6 separate regions of the Mus musculus genome follow, and regions 2, 3, 4, 5 and 6 are each linked to region 1. Evidence: chromatin contacts called from public ChIA-PET and promoter capture Hi-C data. All regions are on one chromosome and are shown on one strand. The core of a region is the stretch at or near the end of the contact, and the rest is flanking DNA. Distances in the headings are between cores, read along the strand shown.

Region 1 (2,890 bases), core at 171-2,670:
CCTACCTTCCATCATCTAGGAGATCCCAGACTGTCTTTGGCTTAGTCATGTCAAGCTTGGGGTTGGGCAGAGATGGTATCATTTGTTTTGCTTTGTTTTGGTTTTAAGTACAGTCCATATTTCTGATAAATATTGTTATCAAAGCTTTTAAGAGCTCAGGTGTTTGGTCAACACAACTCATTTTCCTATGAAGACTCTGCGGTATCTGTTGCATGACCCCAGTCTAGATCCCCCGATTCCAGGGCTCCTGAGGCTTTGTAGAGTACTCTAGGAATTTAGATCAAATCAGACAAGATCTGAATCCTGGCTACTTCAAGAATTCTGGGTGCAAAAATTATAAGATAAAAAGAAGACAAAGAAGTGTAGCTGTAGGGCTGGAGAGATGGCTCGGTGGTTAAGAGCACTGCTGTTCCAGAGGTCCTGAGTTCAATTCCCAGCAACCACATGGTGGCTCACAACCATCTGTAACGGGTTTTGATGCCCTCTTCTGGTGTGTCTGAAGAGAGCAATGGTGGTGTAGTCATATCATAAAATAAATAAATAAATCTTAAAAAAAAAAGAAGTGTAGCTGTAGCCTAAAGGGAAAGGAAGAGAAGAAGGAGAAGGAGAAGGAGGAGAAGGAGGAGGAGAAGGAGGAGGAGGAGGAGGAGGAGGAGGAGGAGGAGGAGGAGGAGGAGGAGGAGGAGGAGGAGTCACGTTGTCTAGGGTCACCTGGGCATATGAAGCTTCTATGGTCCAGGGGATACAAGAATTAAGACAGGAAGTAGAAAGAAAATCTAACAGTGTTTGTGCCCCCGGAGGCTGCAAGGTGGCTTGTCATCAGAAGGGTTTGCTCTGATTGCTCTGTGAATTTGTATACATTACACAGAAAACAAACCGGAGACAGTGAGTATGAAGGAAACATGGTTTGAGACTGGGCTAGAATATTACCTCCTCATGGTGATTCAATGTGTTTGTTCTCTCTCTCTCTCTCTCTCTCTCTCTCTCTCTCTCTCTCTCTCTCTCTCTCTCTCTCTCTCTCTCTCACACACACACACACACACACACACACACACACTGCATACATACTCTTACATATGTACAGTTCTCAAAATAAAGTATAGTTGCAGAGTACTTACCTAAGGAAGGTAATTTCCTGATTTTACCACAAGAATCTATCTTCCGGGCAGAAGCCCAACCTCAGAGACCGCGTGTAGCAAGCAGAACTTACCCATGAGTAGGAAGAGGAGAGGAATCCAAAGAATGGGAGAAAATATCTGCTGCTGACTCATTCTTGGATTTTCAGAGAGTGGACCTAGAGCCCAGTCACACCAATATCTCTTTAGATCCGCCATGATGGTGTACTTCCAGATTTCAAATTAAAGGAGATGCACTTACCACAACTTCCTGAAGTATGTGAGTGCACGCGCATGCGTGGTTTGTGGTGCACGGTTTGTGGCGTGTGTGTGTGTGAGTGTGTGCATGTGTGCATGTGTGTCCCAGGAAGAGCTGTTTATATTGAGCACGACAGACTCCTGCATCTGCTCAGACTGAGGGAGAGGTCCCAAGCACATCCAGATCCTGCAAGGAAATTGTAAACCAGTGCTGGGCTTCACTTGTTTCAGTATCAAAGATGAGCTCTAACCATGAATCTAAAGATGTCTACTAAGTATCCTCACTTCTGGACATTACTGTCCTCTTCTTGGATTCAGGCTGAGATTAGTGGCTTCTTATAGTGAATAGATGTGACAGAGCTAGTGATATGTCACTTCTGAATACAGGACAAGAGAAAGGCTGTGGCTTCCATCTCTTTCTTTCCCATTTCCAATTCCCCCATTTTCTTCTCTCCTTCCTCTAATTCATGTCATGTGTGTGTGTGTGTGTGTGTGTGTGTGTATGTATATGATATATATATATATATAATGTAGGTTCTACATAGGAAAGAAATTATGAATATCTTTCTGAACCTGGAATATTTCCCTCAATATAATGATCTCTAGTTCTGTTGATTTTCTTGAATGTCTCATTTTCTTTATAATTGAAGAAAAATGCTGTTTTGTTCGTATACGTCATTTTTCCTCTATTGATGAACATCTAGGCTGAGTCCCTAAGTTGGTTATTGTTAATAGTGCCTCAAGAAATGTGGCTGAATATCTCTGCCCTATGCACAGGGATTTTGATTTATGATGCAGAAAAGAATTTCAGGACAAGTCAGTCAGAAGCAAAGTTAGTTTAAATGAGAAAAGAATGTGCACTCTAAGAGAGATGGAATCCAGGGTGATGTGTACCTCAGTACCTTGGCAGTAACTATACATATCTGATTTTGTGGATTTTGGAGTTACATTGTTTGAACCATACAGGCTATACATGGGGTTAAAGAGTAAGTAAAAATATTCTGGTATGCATATTTTATATAAAACATTTTCCTTTTGTAGATGAGATTATGAGGTGGTGTGTAACTTTCATTGTGTCGGTTTCCAGATAAGAAAGGAATATTGACAAGATAAGAACATAGACCACAAGACTCAAGGGAATTCCCTCTGTGTGTGGGTGGCACAGAGGTCAACATTGTATTTTGACTGTAAGCATGATTCATTAATTGTCTTAAGAATCTTGGTTGTGGTATTTTCTCAGAAAGGGGAACATAAATCCTTTGCAGGCCATCTTACAAGTGGCTTCATGAGCTGTGTTGAGATTTTTGACTCTTAGCCTGTATGAGATGGGTGAGATGACTTATACCCAGTGAAGTCACCCTTTCTTGAGTTTTCCAATCAAACAACAGAGATTTCGTAAATCAATCAATTGATCAATGTCCAATGGAGAAATCAGCTTACTGGGTACATCTGGCTTGATCCAGCTTTAACTTCCCTCCACCATTATTCCACACCAGCAGTGCCTATTGCTCTAGATG
Region 2 (2,890 bases), core at 102-2,601, 480 kb before region 1:
CGTGGACTTTTGTTCTTGTTGTTTGGTTGTTGAGATAAGGCCTTTCTATGCATCCCTGACTGGCCTGGAACTTACTATGTAAACCTGGTTGGCTCACATTTAGAGGTCTGACTCCTCCAAGTTCTGAGGTTAGAGGCGTCACCATGCTTTCGTGTTTGAGTGTGTGTGTGTGTGTGTGTGTGTGTGTGTGTGTGTGTGTCTGAGCTCAGAGATGCTTGCACACGTGGGAGGTTATTCCCAGGAGCATGGACCACCTACCAGTGTGGCTGGTTACAACACTGAAAAGAAGATCCTGCCCTCTCCAGAACTATTAACATAAAGGGCGGGGCCTTGTGAGCCCCTCCCCCAGCAACAGTTAACGCCTCCATAGCTCCAGGAAGGAGGGGGGGCCTCATGAGTCCCTTCCCTGTTTTTTGGAGACAGGATCCTACTACATAGCCAAGGCTGGTCTTGAACTTGAGATCCTCCTGCCTCCACTTCCTGGATACTGGGATTACAGGCGTGCACAGCCATATCTGGCTCTTAAGTATCTTTGGACAACTTGGGTTTTTTCCTTTTTTTAAAACTTAAGACTTTGTAACTGACAAGCCCTCTTTAGTTCTAACACCCCAATAGATGAGTAGATGGACTTAACAGAAATTTCAATGAGTCTCTCAGGGTTCCTTGGTTTTATAGCTAATAGGCTCAGGCCCTGGTACCTACTCAGTTTCCCACCCTACGTTCTGATTTGCCATATCCTAACCAACACTATGAAGCTATATCTTGGGTCCTGTGACTGTAGGGGGATGGAGGAGACAGGAGTCACTTAAGGACCAAGGATAAGACATATATTTCCTTTTGGGAACAAACCAGTTGGTTGCTTCCTAAGCAGTGTGCCTTTGTTATCCTGTGAGCAGCATCTTGGCAGCGCCCAATTCCCACTGTGAACATTTCATTCACCTTATTCTTCAGTGTACAAAGCAGGCCATCACTACAGTGTGTGATGGATGAGGGGTTAGGCTTAGTTCATTATACCACAGTGTCTCACACACTCAGCTCACGGGGGTTGGGGGGTCTCAAAGTTTGTTTAAATAGTTGAAGATGTCATTCAAAGACAACCTGGAAATTCTGAAGCAGACTTAACTATGTTGGGGAAACAGCTATTTACATGACAGTTATCCCTGATTTGTTTTGGACACATGCAAAGTATAGTAACTGAGGCAAATGCAGCGGTCCTGCTCAGTGGTCCTGGGATTTTGGAAGCAGAGGCAGGAGGACGGGGTGTTCAAGGTATCCATGGCTACTTCTCAGTTCATTTTCTCATGTTTGTTTGGGCCTCTATACTCTAAAATGAAAATGAACCTACGTTTCAGAGAGAAAGGAAGAGGGTAGTGTAAACCACAGAATGTAGCCCAACCCCTGCTGACCGGGAGTAACTCCCAGAAGGCTGGCCTTCTGCAGTTGCCAGGCAACAAGTGTAAACAGCACTGGATCATGGCCACTAACTACAGTGCCAACCAGGTAAGCGCTTGCTCGTCACCCTTTTACATTTGAGTTTATGTTCCAGATGCTGCCCTTGACTGCCCGCTCCCATCAGACTCTGACTGGGTTGAGGCGGTGCTTCATCTCATGGGTGGGAGGGCCCAGGAACAAGCAAAGAGGATCTGGGTTAAATCTGTAGACCGTAAGCCAGGAAGCAGTGATTTTATTTGTACAGGCCAGAGTAAGCAGTTTAGGCTTTGTAAGTCAAGTGACAAAGTCATATCTATTTATATGAAAGTTAGCACTAATTTGTTTCAGAAAAATTCAAAATATAGGGGTAGAGATGCTCCCCAGTGGTCCCCGAGGCAGGAGGATGGGTGTTCAAGGCATTCTGGGGCTACATACTGAGTCCAAGGCTAACCTGAGCTTCAAGAGAACCCCTCCCCCTCCACACACACACAGAGAGAGAGAGAAAGAGAGAGAGAGAGAGAGAGAGAGAGAGAGAGAGAGAGAGAGAGAGAGAGAGAGAGAGAATGAAAACAAGGACACAAAATAGTCACTGATGGTTCGAGGCCAGCCTGGTCTACATAGAGAGTTCCAGGCCAGCCAGAGTCTTGTAGTAAGAAAAGAAACAAAATATTGCCTACACATTTTTGGAGTTCCTTTGGAGAAAATATTTTCCTTCTTTAGTATTCCCAGTTTAGTGTTGTTCTTTTTCTTCGTTTATGTGTATGTGTGTGAGTAGGTAGACAGGTAAGGTTTTGCTACTACCTACCTATCCCAGACTGGACCACAAAGTCACAACCCTCCTACCTTCCTCTGCTAAGCGTGAGGCTTACAGGTGTGTGCCACCTTGGCCAACTACCTTCTGTCAAAGCAACACAAATGGTTGTTTTATGTCTACAAATATTTTTACAAATGGTCTATTTTTACAAATAAAAAACGTTCTTGCCAGGGAGGCAGGGACAGAAGGGTGGAACCCAGCCTCAAAGAAAGAAAGAAAAAGAGAGAGAGAGAGAGAGAGAGAGAGAGAGAGAGAGAGAGAGAGAGAGAGAGAGAGAGAGAGAGAGAGAGAGGAAAGAAAGAAAGAAAGAAAGAAAGAAAGTGGCGTTTTCTGCCCCTTGGCCTTCTAAAAGCAGGTAGCAATGTGGATTTGGTTACCATCCCTTGGTCTAATCTAGCAGTCTCCAGCAGTGTGTCACAAACATAATTTAAAAGGTTTTAGCAGCTATGTGAAAATTAAAAATTAAATTTTGTAATGCTCAGTAGAATATAATAAACCTCAAACATTAACATTTAATTGCATTTTTAAAAAGTCTAACCACACACACACACACACACCTATTTTATACCAGCTCCTTAAAATCCATTTTTCCCCACTAGCGCTGAGGACCATAGCTCTGTACATGCTAGATAAGCACTGTAACTC
Region 3 (2,890 bases), core at 158-2,657, 480 kb after region 1:
ACTCCTAAGCAGGATATGAGTATTTCTGAGTATCCAGGATACAAACTGAATTATTAATGACCACAAATACAAATTCCAATTCCAACTTACACTGGCAGCCAATCTGATGAGTGGCGTTGAGCAGGCGGACACAAGGAGCTGTTTTATTTAAGGGAATGTAGATTTTCCTCTCCACTGAGTTTCCCCCACACAATCCTGATCAGAAGATAAACAGTATTAGGAAAAAGTGAAAGATAATTTGGTATTAGCCTCTATCATCATCAGCTCGATTCATGGTTTCAGTAAAGCATTCACGATCATACTGTCTAACACAAGATTAATGATCATTCTTTTCACTTCTTGGCCACATTATTGGAACATAAGTATTGTAAAGAGGACCTAGCTGTGTATTTTAGAAAGTTATTAGACTCCATGATGATCGATTAATTATAAAGCTAAAAGGTGATTGTCAAAAGTCTTTGACTTCAGATGTGCCGGCGTCAAGTTTCAGGGCTAAACAAGTCTGCTTCTTTTAGCTTGCCTGTACATTACTAATTAGTTATCAAAAGAGCTCTGGTCTAAGAATATAGATTGCCAAAACCAAACAAAGAAAAGCACTAACAACAAAAACCACCTAAGAATCTGAACAGACCTAGGAGAAGAAACGTTATGCCACACACCTGGTCAGTTAATGAAATATCAGACCATTTGCCCACACACCTAGAGTATGGGACAGCTACAGTTCCTCCCTTGAAGCTAATCAAAAGCAATGTGAATGTTGAGAAAGACGGAGTCATGGCTATACAAGGAAATGGCTGCATTTCAGGGCTTACCTAGAAAGATATATATATATATCTTTGCTTAACTCTTAGTTGAACACACTATAAATAATTACAGGTGTGTTACTGATTGTACTTCATAATTTAAAGATCACTAAATAGACATTAGATTGGAAAAAAAGAAAATATTCATATACATTAAACGTCTAAGATTCCTTGAATCATTACTTCCCTCTTAACAGTTTAAAGCAGCTAAGCTAACGTTAGCCTCACTTTAGTAAGCTAAGAAAACAAGGAACACAAATTTAGGCTAGAACCAACAGGAGGAAACGGGGGCTCTCATTTTTTCAACGTCGCACAAAGACCACGAAACGAGACTGTTTTGATCTCAAACATACTAAACCGGAGGAAGGGGGCTGAGCTTTTCACACCTGTCCCTTTTGATGGCTGATGGGGTGGCTGGGCTTTAAACAGAGAACGAGGCATGCGAGAAAGGTTGAAGAGAATCAGGCTGGAAACCCAGAAAAGGGCTGGAGAGAACTAAGGAAATGCAGGTCCAGGCAAAGGAGGAACTTATGTCATGGGAACGAAAGACAAGAAGGATTTCCAGGGCGGGGGACAGAGGGGCAATCGGAACCAGAAGGGCATTGCCTGCACTAGCGATGGGCCGTTCCGGACGGCTCCTCTTAAAGACCAGAGCTCCGGGGTGGGGTGACCTCACCTGCCAGTACCACGGAAAAAGACAGAAGAAGAAGACCCCGACTTCCTGGGTCAGGCCCAGAGCCGCCCCTAGTCGTAGCCATCTTGCCTCTCCGCTGGGCGGAAGCCTCAGGTCCCTTCCAGACTCGTAGCGGCCTCTCTAGGCTTCCGCTAGCATCGTCTCTGTGGCCCAGCGCTCCAGAGACCGGAAGTCCTTGTCCGAGGAGCTTCCGGGAGCCGCGACCCGGGAGTAGCTGACGTGGAAGCCTTGGGAGTGCCACCGGGAGCGGCGGGACCCGCTAACCTGACCTAGGAGCCCGAGGCCTGAAGGATGCTAACCAAATTCGAGACGAAGAGCGCGCGGGTCAAAGGTAGTGGAGAAGAAACGGGAACAGCGGAGGTTGGGTGTTGGGGGTAGTGGTGCTGTCACTAAGGCAGGACTCGCTGACCGCGTCGGGCCTCCTGGAAGAACCCGGAGGAATAACCGAGGGAGCGGCTTAGGGTTAGTGGAGTAGTCTGCAGTCCGTGCTGCTTCGTATGTCCTGGAACTTATCGTGTCGTGGCTCGTTAACCTTAGGCCGGCTCCCTACTCCTTCCAGCCACCTCTTCTGGGGGGGTGTGCCAGCCCTTTCTGTTCTTAAGGCCTTATGACTTGGATGCTTTCTGATAACCAGGTTGTATGGAGTGTTTCTGGGGTTTGAGTCTCAGCTTCTGTCACTGGCTACTCCAGTAGCCCGTCTGCTCCATTTCCATGTCCAGTGCTTCCGCTGGACTATTTATTTATTTATTTATTTTTGGCCTATTTGGAGTGAGAGAATGGAGGCCTACTGCCCCACCAGGTCCCGAGCCTGGGTAAGATTGTCCGGTGAAATACAGATGCTTTGTGTTAGATTTGAATACCAGGTAAACAGCTAAATTTTTGGTGATAAGTCTTGAAAGACAAAGGCCTGAGATCACACTCTTTGAAAATGTCGATATTAGAAAAATTAAGTCTATGGAAATCTGATAAAAAATATATCTGGACTATTTCATGATATGCATTATAGTGAAGTGGTTCAGAATTTGTTTATTGGAGTCAGTCAGACTTGCTTAGGAATTCTGAAACGTCTACTAACAAGCCGCCTTAAGGTGTCTCCTTACTATCTCTAAATCTCTATATTCTTATCTTTAAAAATAAGGATAGTTAACACTTTCTTATAAAGAGAATTAAAATGAGAAAGTACATTAACTGTGTTTATAATAGTGCCTGGCAAGACTTAGTAATTCAGAAACTGGAGGTTCTTTAATGGAGGCTATATTCTGGGCAGTTTCTAAGTGTCATGGGAAATTTGATTATAAAGGGTGCCAGTAAGAATTCTTAGTACCACCAGGGTTACATAGAGAGACCTTATCTCGAAATGGCAAAAAAAGAAGAAGAGAAAAGAATTATCATG
Region 4 (2,890 bases), core at 259-2,758, 380 kb after region 1:
GAAGTGTCTTCACCAAGCCAGAACTGTAAAATGACCACGTGGAAACAATGAATGGGGAAGGAGAAAAAACAGACACTCTGACTTAATCATTCCTTTACTCTCACTTTTGCAGGGGGGACCCCTGATGAGTCAGACTGGAAAAATCAATAGGAAACTGGTAAGTAACAGAGGTTGCAGTGGTAGCAGGGAAGGGACTGCATTTCTGCTTTGTTTTGTTTAATAAATTACATTAAAAGAATGGGATCTCTCTATGCTTCTTGCCACCACACATAACCCTGAATTCCAGGAATGCTGACAGAAGAAGGGTCTGGAAAGACACTGTATGATCTTAAAGGAGCCACAGAATATCTTCGTGACTTTAGCTTAAGAAGAGATTTCTTTGCAAGGTATTTTAAGAAGAAACGCTATTCATTCATTCATTCATTCAATTTTTCCAAACCTGTTCACCTAACAAAAACAAAAAGAAAGTGGAAAGCCAAGCTACAAACTGGGAGGCAATGTTGACAGCATAAATGACCAATGAAGGACTAACATCCAGAAACATATAATGAATTGAGAATGAAACAGAGGTGAACAGGCATTTCCCAAAGCACAAAGGGGAAATCCAGACAATCTATCAAGACGTGGAAATTTCTCAACTTCTCTAACAATCTAGAAATGCAAATCAAAACTACTGAGATACCACCAAATACCTCTCAAATAACAAAAGCACTGCCCTCGGTATAGAGATAATATCAAATATAAGAGAACATGAAGCCCCAGTACTTCTGCAGCAAGACGGAGGGAGGAGGCAAGAGATCGCCAAAAAGTGTATGAGCTAGCAAGCCAGGTTTACACAGCAGCCAACAACAAAGAGCTCCTGTCCCAGACAAGGAGGAAGGAGAGACTGGCATCCAGGGTTGTCATCTGTTCTCCACACAATGGTTGTGGCATGCACACATCATTTCTTTTCTAAAAAGCCGACTGAAAGGTGAGCATAGTGGTGCATGCCTGTAATCCTAGCTCTTTAGTCAGCTGGGAAGATGGGGAGTACACAACCAGTTTTGGACATGGCCCAGAATCCTGCCCAAAAGGGGATGGGAGAGGAAGAGAAGGGAGATGAGTGGGAAAGAAAGAGAGTAAGATGGGAAAGGGTTGGAGGGAAAGAAAAGAAAAAAGGAAAGAAGGAAAACGAAGAGAAGAGAGAAAAGATGTCTCGTTAAAATCAGCCAGTGCAACCCCATACATTCACAGATAAAGGCTGTGGTCAGACAAGACTCCCAGGGCTGGGAGCAGCAGCTAGGCATCTGCAAGGTCCCTTTCCTGACACTGCAGGCTGCTTTCTGCTTCAGATGATTCTGCCTCACCAGAGCCAGCAAACAACTTGGTGGTTCTACTCTGAAGCAACCAAAGAAGCAAACAACAACAACAAAAAACCAACTCAACAGTTTTCAAACTATTTTCTTAACATGTAGGGAGTAGGAGGTTCCTGCCATAAACAGGAAGGGCTGTGACAGCAGTCCCCACGGCACCCACAAACTACTTCACCCCACTATGTAAGCAAGAGGCATGACAGGCTGGAAGTTCAGTCTATATCCAGAAGAATAAGAAAATTTACAAGCCCTAGTCTAAACAAGCTCATGCTTAAAACAAAAGGAACAAAATATAAAGTATGTTTGAAGATGTCACATTAAACCCATTACCTTGTATGCTAGCTTTAAAAAAATAATAATAATAAAAGAGGCATGTTTCTGGTCATAGTGGTTCATGTCTTTAGTTCTAGTACTGGGGGAGGCAGAGCCAGGTAGAGCTCTGTTAGCTCCAGATCAGCCAGATGTTCTTTGTTTTTGTTTTGCTTTATTTTTTTTCTTACTTATTCATTTTACATCCTTCTCACTGCCCCCCTCCCAGCCACTCCCTCCCATAATCCTTCTCCCATCCCCCCTCCTCTTTCTCCCATCTCCCCTCCCCTTATCCTCCAAATGGGTGGGGGTCCCTCTGAGTATTCCCCCACCCTGGCACATCAAGTCTCTGCCAGGCAAGGGGAATCAGCTCCCACTGAGGCCAGACAAGGCAGCCCAGCTAGAAGAACATATCGCACATACAGGCAACAGCTTTTGAGATAGCCTCTTATTCCAGCTGTTCAGGACCCACATGAAGACCAAGCTGCACATATGTGCAGGGAGGCCTAGGTCCAGCCCATGTATGCTCATACATTCATTGGTGGTTCAGTCCCTGGGAGCCTCAAGGGTCCAGGTTAGCTGGTCTTCCTATGGAGTGCCTATCACCTTTGGGGTCACAATCATTCCTCCAATTCTTCCATAAGTGTTCCCAAGCTCCATCCACTGTTTGGCTGTGGGTGTCCACATCTGTCTGAGTCAGCTGCTAGGTGGAGCATCTCAGGGGACAGTCATGCTAGACTCCTGGCTGCAAGCATAACAGTCTCATGAATAGTGTCAGGGACTGGTGCTTGCCCATGGGATGGGTCTCTAGTTGAATGGGTTATTGGTTGGCTGTTCCCTCAATCTCTGCTCTATCCCCTGTCCCTGCATTTCTTGTAGACAGGATAAATTTTGCATCAAAAGTCTTGTGGGTAGATTGGTGTCTCTATTGCTCTACTGGGGTCCCTGCCTGGCTACAGAAGGTGGCCCCTTCAGGTTCCATATCCCCAATGTAGTGAGTCACAGCTAAGGTCACTCTGTTGATTCTTGGACGCCTCCCTTATTCCAGTTCTCTGTCTCTTCCTGGAGATGCCCCTACCTCCCCGCCCCATTAGTTGTAGATGTCTATTCATTCTCATAGCAATCTGACCATCCCTCTTGCCCCTCCCCACACCTGATCCTGAACTCCTCCCCCATTCCTCTCCCTATCCCCTCCCCCACCCTGTTCCCTCCCTCCATCTGCCTCCTAT
Region 5 (2,890 bases), core at 221-2,720, 330 kb before region 1:
GGAAGGCATTTATTCCCAACACTGGGTTTTGGAGATTCCAGCAATAGATAGTGGACATTCCTAAATGATTCAAGAGTCCCCGGGGTTAAGTCTGAGTTAGAGACTCAGCAACAGGAGGGGAAGAGGTTTGAGACCACCTCTGAGCAATGTCACCTCAGGTCCAAGGCGGCGCTGGGCAAAACTGTGCACAGTTTCATCAGGCTCTTTGCCCCTGGGCTTCAGCAACTCCCTCAGCCCAGCCCAAAACAGAGGTTTTGAGAAGGGGGGTGAAGGACGGAGTAGCCCCCTGCATGGAGGAAGGCATGGTTGAAAAGAAAACTCCCAGATTCACCTTTCAGAGGGTTCTTTTCAGCCATTAGACCCCCTGTGGCTGGAAGGCCTGACAGGGAGCGAAAGGGGGGTGTGTGTAATAGTGAGGTGTTACCTGAGGCCGGAGGGTAGAGGGTGCAGGGTACCGCCTACATACAGGAACCTGTTCTGGGCAGCTGGGTGATCCCCTCGGACAGGCAAGACTTCAGACTCCAAGCCAAGTTCAGAAACCTGTTCTCCACAAGCCCTCAGGAAGAGGAGAAACTAAGGAAAAACTGACCCAACGTTTTTCCTCTCTGCAACTCCGTCCCTTTGGAGAACTCTCCTCCACTACCTGTCCTACACATTCCACAAGACGCTCACCAGGAGCAGGGTCCGGGCTCCCAGGGCTCCAGCCGGCCTAATCCCTCGAGGTCCAAGTTCAAAGATCGCACCATCTGATCCTCGGATTGAGCGGATCCATCCTCCCAAACGCTTGCTGCCCTCCACTAAGATCACCTGGCGCCAAAAGTGAAGCACTGTCGCCACAGGGCAAAGGGACTGGGGGTCGGGGGAAGTGCATATTTCACGGAACAAAAATCTATGCAGCTTTTGCTAGAAATATCAAGAGTATTAAATGAGTCTTTCTCTGGTACTAGTGGGGACTCACCTTAGGAGGACTGGGGCCTCGGATCAGATGATAACTTGCGGCCAATCCACTGATACCTCCGCCAAGTACTATCACAGTCCGGCCCATCGTAAGGCCTGGGAAAAGGTCGAGATACCCCAGGAGAACGGGGCAGGGGAGCACTCTGTTTTACAACTGCAGAAACCCCCACTGGTCCCATACCCCACTTCTGGACACTTACTGATTTATGAGCAACTAATGCAGGGCGCGCGTGTACGTGCTGGTGGAAGAGTAAGGTCTTCGTTCTGAAGCCAGAACTTACCCACGAGATAGGGGGAACCCGAGAAAGTGAGTGACTGATAGAGGCCCTAGGAGCAGTCCATCCTGTCCGTGTGCAGATAAGGGCCACGCCCACGCTATCTCCCCAGCACAAACCCTTCGGAGGCCAGAATTCTACAGCACTCGGTTTTTCCAGCCTCAGGGGTGAGCAGGTTCAAGTCTGGTATCCCCGCCCCTAACTTTTAGGGTCCCTCCGACTCTCCGTCGATTCCTTTCTGGCGGCCTGCGTGACTGCGTTTCACTTTCTTGCTTCTTGATTGGAGGGTCTTGGAGTGCGGGTTCTGGATTGGTGAGCTCTGGATACATTCACCAATGAAAACACCATATTGGCAGTGACGCTACCAGAGGAGCAACAGCCGCTTTCGGAGTCAGTTCCGTGGAGCGGGTTAACCTGTTCGTGTCCTAATCGGAGTTAGTTGCAGTAACCGGCACTGCCTTCCCCAGGGACAGGACAGCGAAATCCTTGAGCATTCCCCAGCTCAAGCTTCCCAGGTCTGTGGTGAAAACCCTGGAGGTGGGAGAGCCCCACGAGCTTTAGTTAGGGAGAAAGAGAGAGACACTTGGAGGCCAGTCCGTGGGGAGAAGGCTCCATAAACAGCTCCTTGATGTTAGCAACAGACAGGGCCTACGGGAGCAAGGGCCGCCCGGCAACGGTACCAGTGTTTGTCAACAGGGGTTCTTGGATGCCTTGCCCTCGAGGGGCAGTACCCCTCTCAGGAAAAACCGGCGTGCCAATGCCTGCACTCTAGTTTCAGGCTTTCCCGCAACTTCACAGGTCTCAGGGTTTGTCTGCCTAGTTCCACTAAACTCAGTGTTTGGGTCCAAGGCTGGGGCCAGCTCAATCCCTGTTCTTTTCCTTCTGTTGTGAGAGCGCCCCCACCTGTCCAGAGACAGAATTGGGGCCCAGAAAGGCTCCAATTGAACCAAAATTCTAGATATCCATTCCCTCTTATCCACAAATACAAACATGAACATCACTTTTTTCTTAATAAATTTATTCACAAAAAAGTGAGATTGCAGAGGTTCTGGGGGCTGTACATGGTCAAGGGTCTGGTGGTTTCTGTACATGGGACAGGAAAACAAGGCGGAAGGGTACTTCTTAATAAAAAAAATAACGGGAGCTACAACCAACCCTCCTCCCCTCCCCGATTAAAAAGACACAAAAATAGACGTCTGTGAGGTAACTGGGGGCTTAAGGGTGTTGGGAAGGTTTTCACAGGTGCCAGGGCTTCAAGATGGTGTCACAGGCACCGAAGTGGTTCCTGCATCAATTGGTAGAACAGCACGTAGCCCTCACTGGATGCCACCTGATTTTCACTGACAGGGGAAACGCTGAGAAGAGAAACGGGACACGGCTGTGGTCAGTGGTCATTCTTGTAGATTCCCCCTCCATCCCACAAGACTCAGAGTAGCCAGGTGGAGATCAGGAGAGACTCTCCACCTATCCTTTGTCAGGAACTTATCTTTTCGGAGCTGGGGGGGGGGCGGTGGGAGGGGGCAGGAGTTGAACAAGAGGCTATTCTCACCGGGAGTCATTGTAGACATGCCAACCAGTCTGGCACCGGCACAGGGCTGTGTAGTGGCCATAGTGGACACTACCCGAGTGGTTGCAAAGGGCATACAGCTGGTAGACAG
Region 6 (2,890 bases), core at 106-2,605, 310 kb after region 1:
CAGGCACCAATTGTGACTCCCCCCCCCCCCCTGGGGAGATTTGAGCAAGTATCTCTAATCACCTCATATAGGACTGAGAACAAAACAAAGAAACAGCCCTCACAAGTCCGGATTAGTTCTTTGAGGTTACTGACAGGTGCACGGATGAGGGGTTATCTGTAGGCGTGGGGGTGGTTCAAAGGCATTTGCATACCTGACAGCCCACTCTCAGAGCACCATCAATGACCTAATACTTTTCTACTTGGACCTTCTCAAAGTTGCCACCACATCTGCATCAACATACTGGAGACCAAGCCTCCAGCATCCGAATCTTCCGAGGTCAGAACCACAGGGATTGGGGCAAAAAAAAATAACAACTGAGCCACATTATAAACGAGTAAGATCTGACAAGCATTACAGAAGATGGCACAGACAAGGTGAACATTTTCTCAAGTGCGTAGAGAGGACACGATTTAAGTCTCTCTAAAAATTTCTAAGTTAAAATCATTCAAGGTATTTCCTTTCTTTTTCAAGGTATTCTTCTCTCATATATATTACATCCCTGACAGCAGTTTCCCTCTCTCCTCCCTCCCAGTCTTTCCCCTCCCCCCTTACTTCCCCCAACACCTCCCTCAGCCCCCTCCATCCAGTTCTCTTCCTTTTCGCTCCAGAAAAGAGCAAGTCTCTCAGGGATATCAACCAAACAAGGCATATCCAGTTGCAATAAAACTAGGTACCTCCCCTCATAAGGACTAGGCAACCCAATAGGAGGAAGAGTCCCAAAATCAGGCAAGAGTCAGAGACAGCCCCCTATCCCACTGTTGGAAGTCCTACTAGAAGACCAAGCTACATAATCATTATATATATAATATATATATATATATATATATATATATATAGCACCTAGGTTAGAACCATGCAGGGTCCCTAGTTGCCACTTCAGTCTCTGTGAGCGCCCCATGAACCCAGGCTAATTGATTCTGTAGGTTTTCTTGAGGTGTCCTTGACCCCTTTGTCTCCAACAATCCTTCCTCCACCTCTTCTGCAAGATTCCCCAAGCTCCACAGGATGTTTGACTCTGGATCTCTGCATCTGTTTCCATCAGTTGCTGGGTGAAGCCTCTCTGATGACAACTGGGCTAGGCTCCTGCCTCAAGTATAGCAGATTTGTTTTGCTATGGTTGGTTTGTTTGTTTGTTTGTTTGTTTGTTTGTTTGTTGTGTCTCTGGGCTATCCAGCCTCTGCTTCATGGCTCTCCACACAGTATCAGGAGTGGGCTCCCCGTCCTGGCATAGGTCTTAAGATGGACCAGTCACTGATTGGCCACTCCCACAATTTCTGTGTCACCTTTACCCCAGCACATCTTGCTGGCAAGACAAATCATAAGTAGAAGGTTTTTGTGGCTGGGTTGGTGTCCCAGTCCCTCCACCAGAAGTCTTGCCTGGTTACAGAAGATGGCCCGTTCAAGTTCCACGTTCCCTACTGCTAAGAGTCTTAGCTTACAAAAGATATTCTTGTAAGCCAAGTGTGAAGTTAATCACGACAACCAAAGGTTTGCTAACATAGAGGAAGAGCTCTCATCAATAGGGGAACAGAAAGTCTCAGCGACAAGCTTATGAAAGAATGGCTGTCTCAAGGGCTCCAGCACCCGACTCCGCCTGTCAGAGGATGGTCTGGCTCTTTCCACTTGTCTTCTGCCTCGGCTCAGGTAAAAAACGTCTGTGGAAACTGATTGAGTCACTGAGTGAGTTCCTTCTTTGGAATGCCTTGCTCCTCTTGGTCAGGTTGACTGCCCAGTTCTCTATTCAGAGACTTAGAAAGCTCACCGTGGTCCTAGCGAACTGCTTCCCGCAGACTGCCACGGGACTGATTCAGAGCAAACACTTCGGCTGGGGGCCAAGGGGAAGGGAAGTGTTTTCTGAGATATGGAAAATGAGTCTTTGTAAGTCAGGACTGTTCGTGACCAGCGTATTGTGGTACAAAAATAAGTTTAAGCGGGAAAAAGATCTACAATTTAACTACTGTGATACTGTGCGACTTCAGGGGGCTTCATTATCTTTCCCGAGCTTCACTCTTCGCTCAGATACTGAAAACCCACCAACGCTTTCACACTGCAATTAGGAAGGGATTGACTGAGCCTGCTTCTTCTCCCTGCTATCTGGAAAGCTCTCACTGTCTTTAAGAACTCAGAGGGTGCCTATCTGGACTGAAGCGTAGTGTTCTAAAACAGGAGATCAAGCAATGGCTACTAACACAGACCTAGCCCCGAGAGAATTCATTGAAGAAAAAAAAAAAGAACCAATAGGTAGCCTAGCATTTATTTTATTCCAGAAAATGAGCTAATTATTAAACATGCATTACATTTAGATGTCCATAACGTGTTTGTGAATTTATTCTATTAATAGCTACAAGTAACTTAGACTATGGCAATTTAAATAACTTTTGAAAATTCTATTAGTCATCAGGTAGCTGAAAAAAACCAATAAAAATAAAAACAAATCACTTGACTAAAACTTTCAGTAACAAACACCTGTGTGCATGCACACACACAAACCAAGACATACTGCAGATATAGAGCTATCTAGACAAATTGACAACAGAAAGAAAAAGAAAGCAAGGTTCATTAAGTCATTTGATAAACCATTCACTAAATGACCACTGAATGCACGGCACTGTGGGCGTTTCAGGAACTAAGTCAACACAATTTCTGTTCTGCGGAATTAACGTCTTGGCAGGGAAGATAAACTATAAACAGGTAAAATGTGCACTGGCTTAGGACAAATAATCTTGAAAAAATAAAGCAAAGAGAGAGGAGGGAGAACATTAACGTTGCGTCGTAGGCTGGACAGTCAAAGATAGGGATAGAATTAGGATGGAGGAGCTGACACAGGAGGAAGGTCGGCTCCTTTTCT

The links. Promoter capture Hi-C pulls out the DNA fragments that hold promoters and counts their contacts. ChIA-PET counts read pairs in DNA pulled down with a chosen protein or histone mark.
Region 2: a contact with region 1 is called in a promoter capture Hi-C map of pre-B cells, with 2.2 times the contacts expected there. The contact joins the promoter of Cfap126 here to the promoter of Ly9 in region 1. A contact is called at or near these places in 1 of 39 promoter capture datasets (pre-B cells), 1 of 484 Hi-C or Micro-C datasets (LSK cells) and 1 of 115 datasets of contacts at active chromatin or transcription factors (memory CD8 T cells).
Region 3: an RNA polymerase II ChIA-PET map of memory CD8 T cells shows a contact between it and region 1, with 24 read pairs. The contact joins the promoter of Copa here to the promoter of Ly9 in region 1. A contact is called at or near these places in 2 of 39 promoter capture datasets (cranial neural crest and pre-B cells), 2 of 115 datasets of contacts at active chromatin or transcription factors (effector CD8 T cells and memory CD8 T cells) and 1 of 9 other capture datasets (adipose tissue).
Region 4: a contact with region 1 is called in an RNA polymerase II ChIA-PET map of memory CD8 T cells, with 23 read pairs. The contact joins the enhancer-like site here to the promoter of Ly9 in region 1. A contact is called at or near these places in 3 of 39 promoter capture datasets (the C10 cell line, cranial neural crest and hippocampal neurons), 5 of 484 Hi-C or Micro-C datasets (the C10 cell line, the HPC-7 cell line, LSK cells and 1 more) and 2 of 115 datasets of contacts at active chromatin or transcription factors (bone marrow-derived macrophages and memory CD8 T cells).
Region 5: a contact with region 1 is called in an RNA polymerase II ChIA-PET map of memory CD8 T cells, with 7 read pairs. The contact joins the promoter of Ppox here to the promoter of Ly9 in region 1. A contact is called at or near these places in 1 of 115 datasets of contacts at active chromatin or transcription factors (memory CD8 T cells) and 2 of 9 other capture datasets (adipose tissue and liver).
Region 6: a contact with region 1 is called in an RNA polymerase II ChIA-PET map of memory CD8 T cells, with 53 read pairs. The contact joins the promoter of Slamf6 here to the promoter of Ly9 in region 1. A contact is called at or near these places in 1 of 39 promoter capture datasets (the C10 cell line), 1 of 115 datasets of contacts at active chromatin or transcription factors (memory CD8 T cells) and 3 of 9 other capture datasets (adipose tissue, embryonic stem cells and liver).

The regions. Positions count from the first base shown.
Region 1 is chr1:171,605,990-171,608,879 of GRCm38.p6, forward strand. Ly9 (lymphocyte antigen 9) reads right to left here and starts at 1,421. Exons shown (of 10, transcript NM_008534.3): 1 at 1,211-1,421. The coding sequence starts at 1,334.
Region 2 is chr1:171,121,694-171,124,583 of GRCm38.p6, forward strand. It overlaps Cfap126 (cilia and flagella associated protein 126), which reads left to right and starts at 1,352. Exons shown (of 5, transcript NM_001379426.1): 1 at 1,352-1,500. The coding sequence starts at 1,474.
Region 3 is chr1:172,081,122-172,084,011 of GRCm38.p6, forward strand. Copa (coatomer protein complex subunit alpha) reads left to right here and starts at 1,408. Exons shown (of 33, transcript NM_009938.4): 1 at 1,408-1,828. The coding sequence starts at 1,789. It overlaps Ncstn (nicastrin), which reads right to left and starts at 1,628. Exons shown (of 17, transcript NM_021607.3): 1 at 1,480-1,628; 2 at 91-195. The coding sequence starts at 1,561.
Region 4 is chr1:171,982,308-171,985,197 of GRCm38.p6, forward strand. No RefSeq gene overlaps it. Among named protein-coding and RNA genes, the nearest start is that of Vangl2, 44 kb to the right of the region's middle. Within about 2 kb of position 1,509, at least 21 of the 459 cell types and tissues checked have an H3K27ac peak or open chromatin away from gene starts, as enhancers often do. A contact at or near this core is called in memory CD8 T cells, where this site is marked.
Region 5 is chr1:171,279,716-171,282,605 of GRCm38.p6, forward strand. It overlaps Ppox (protoporphyrinogen oxidase), which reads right to left and starts at 1,471. Exons shown (of 13, transcript NM_008911.2): 1 at 1,158-1,471; 2 at 959-1,053; 3 at 673-807; 4 at 425-540; 5 at 154-286. The coding sequence starts at 1,045. It overlaps Usp21 (ubiquitin specific peptidase 21), which reads right to left. Exons shown (of 13, transcript NM_013919.4): 12 at 2,782-2,890; 13 at 2,234-2,587. The coding sequence ends at 2,497.
Region 6 is chr1:171,916,107-171,918,996 of GRCm38.p6, forward strand. Slamf6 (SLAM family member 6) reads left to right here and starts at 1,356. Exons shown (of 9, transcript NM_001347186.1): 1 at 1,356-1,686. The coding sequence starts at 1,602. The region is part of intron 1 of Gm37065 (predicted gene, 37065); the gene reads right to left.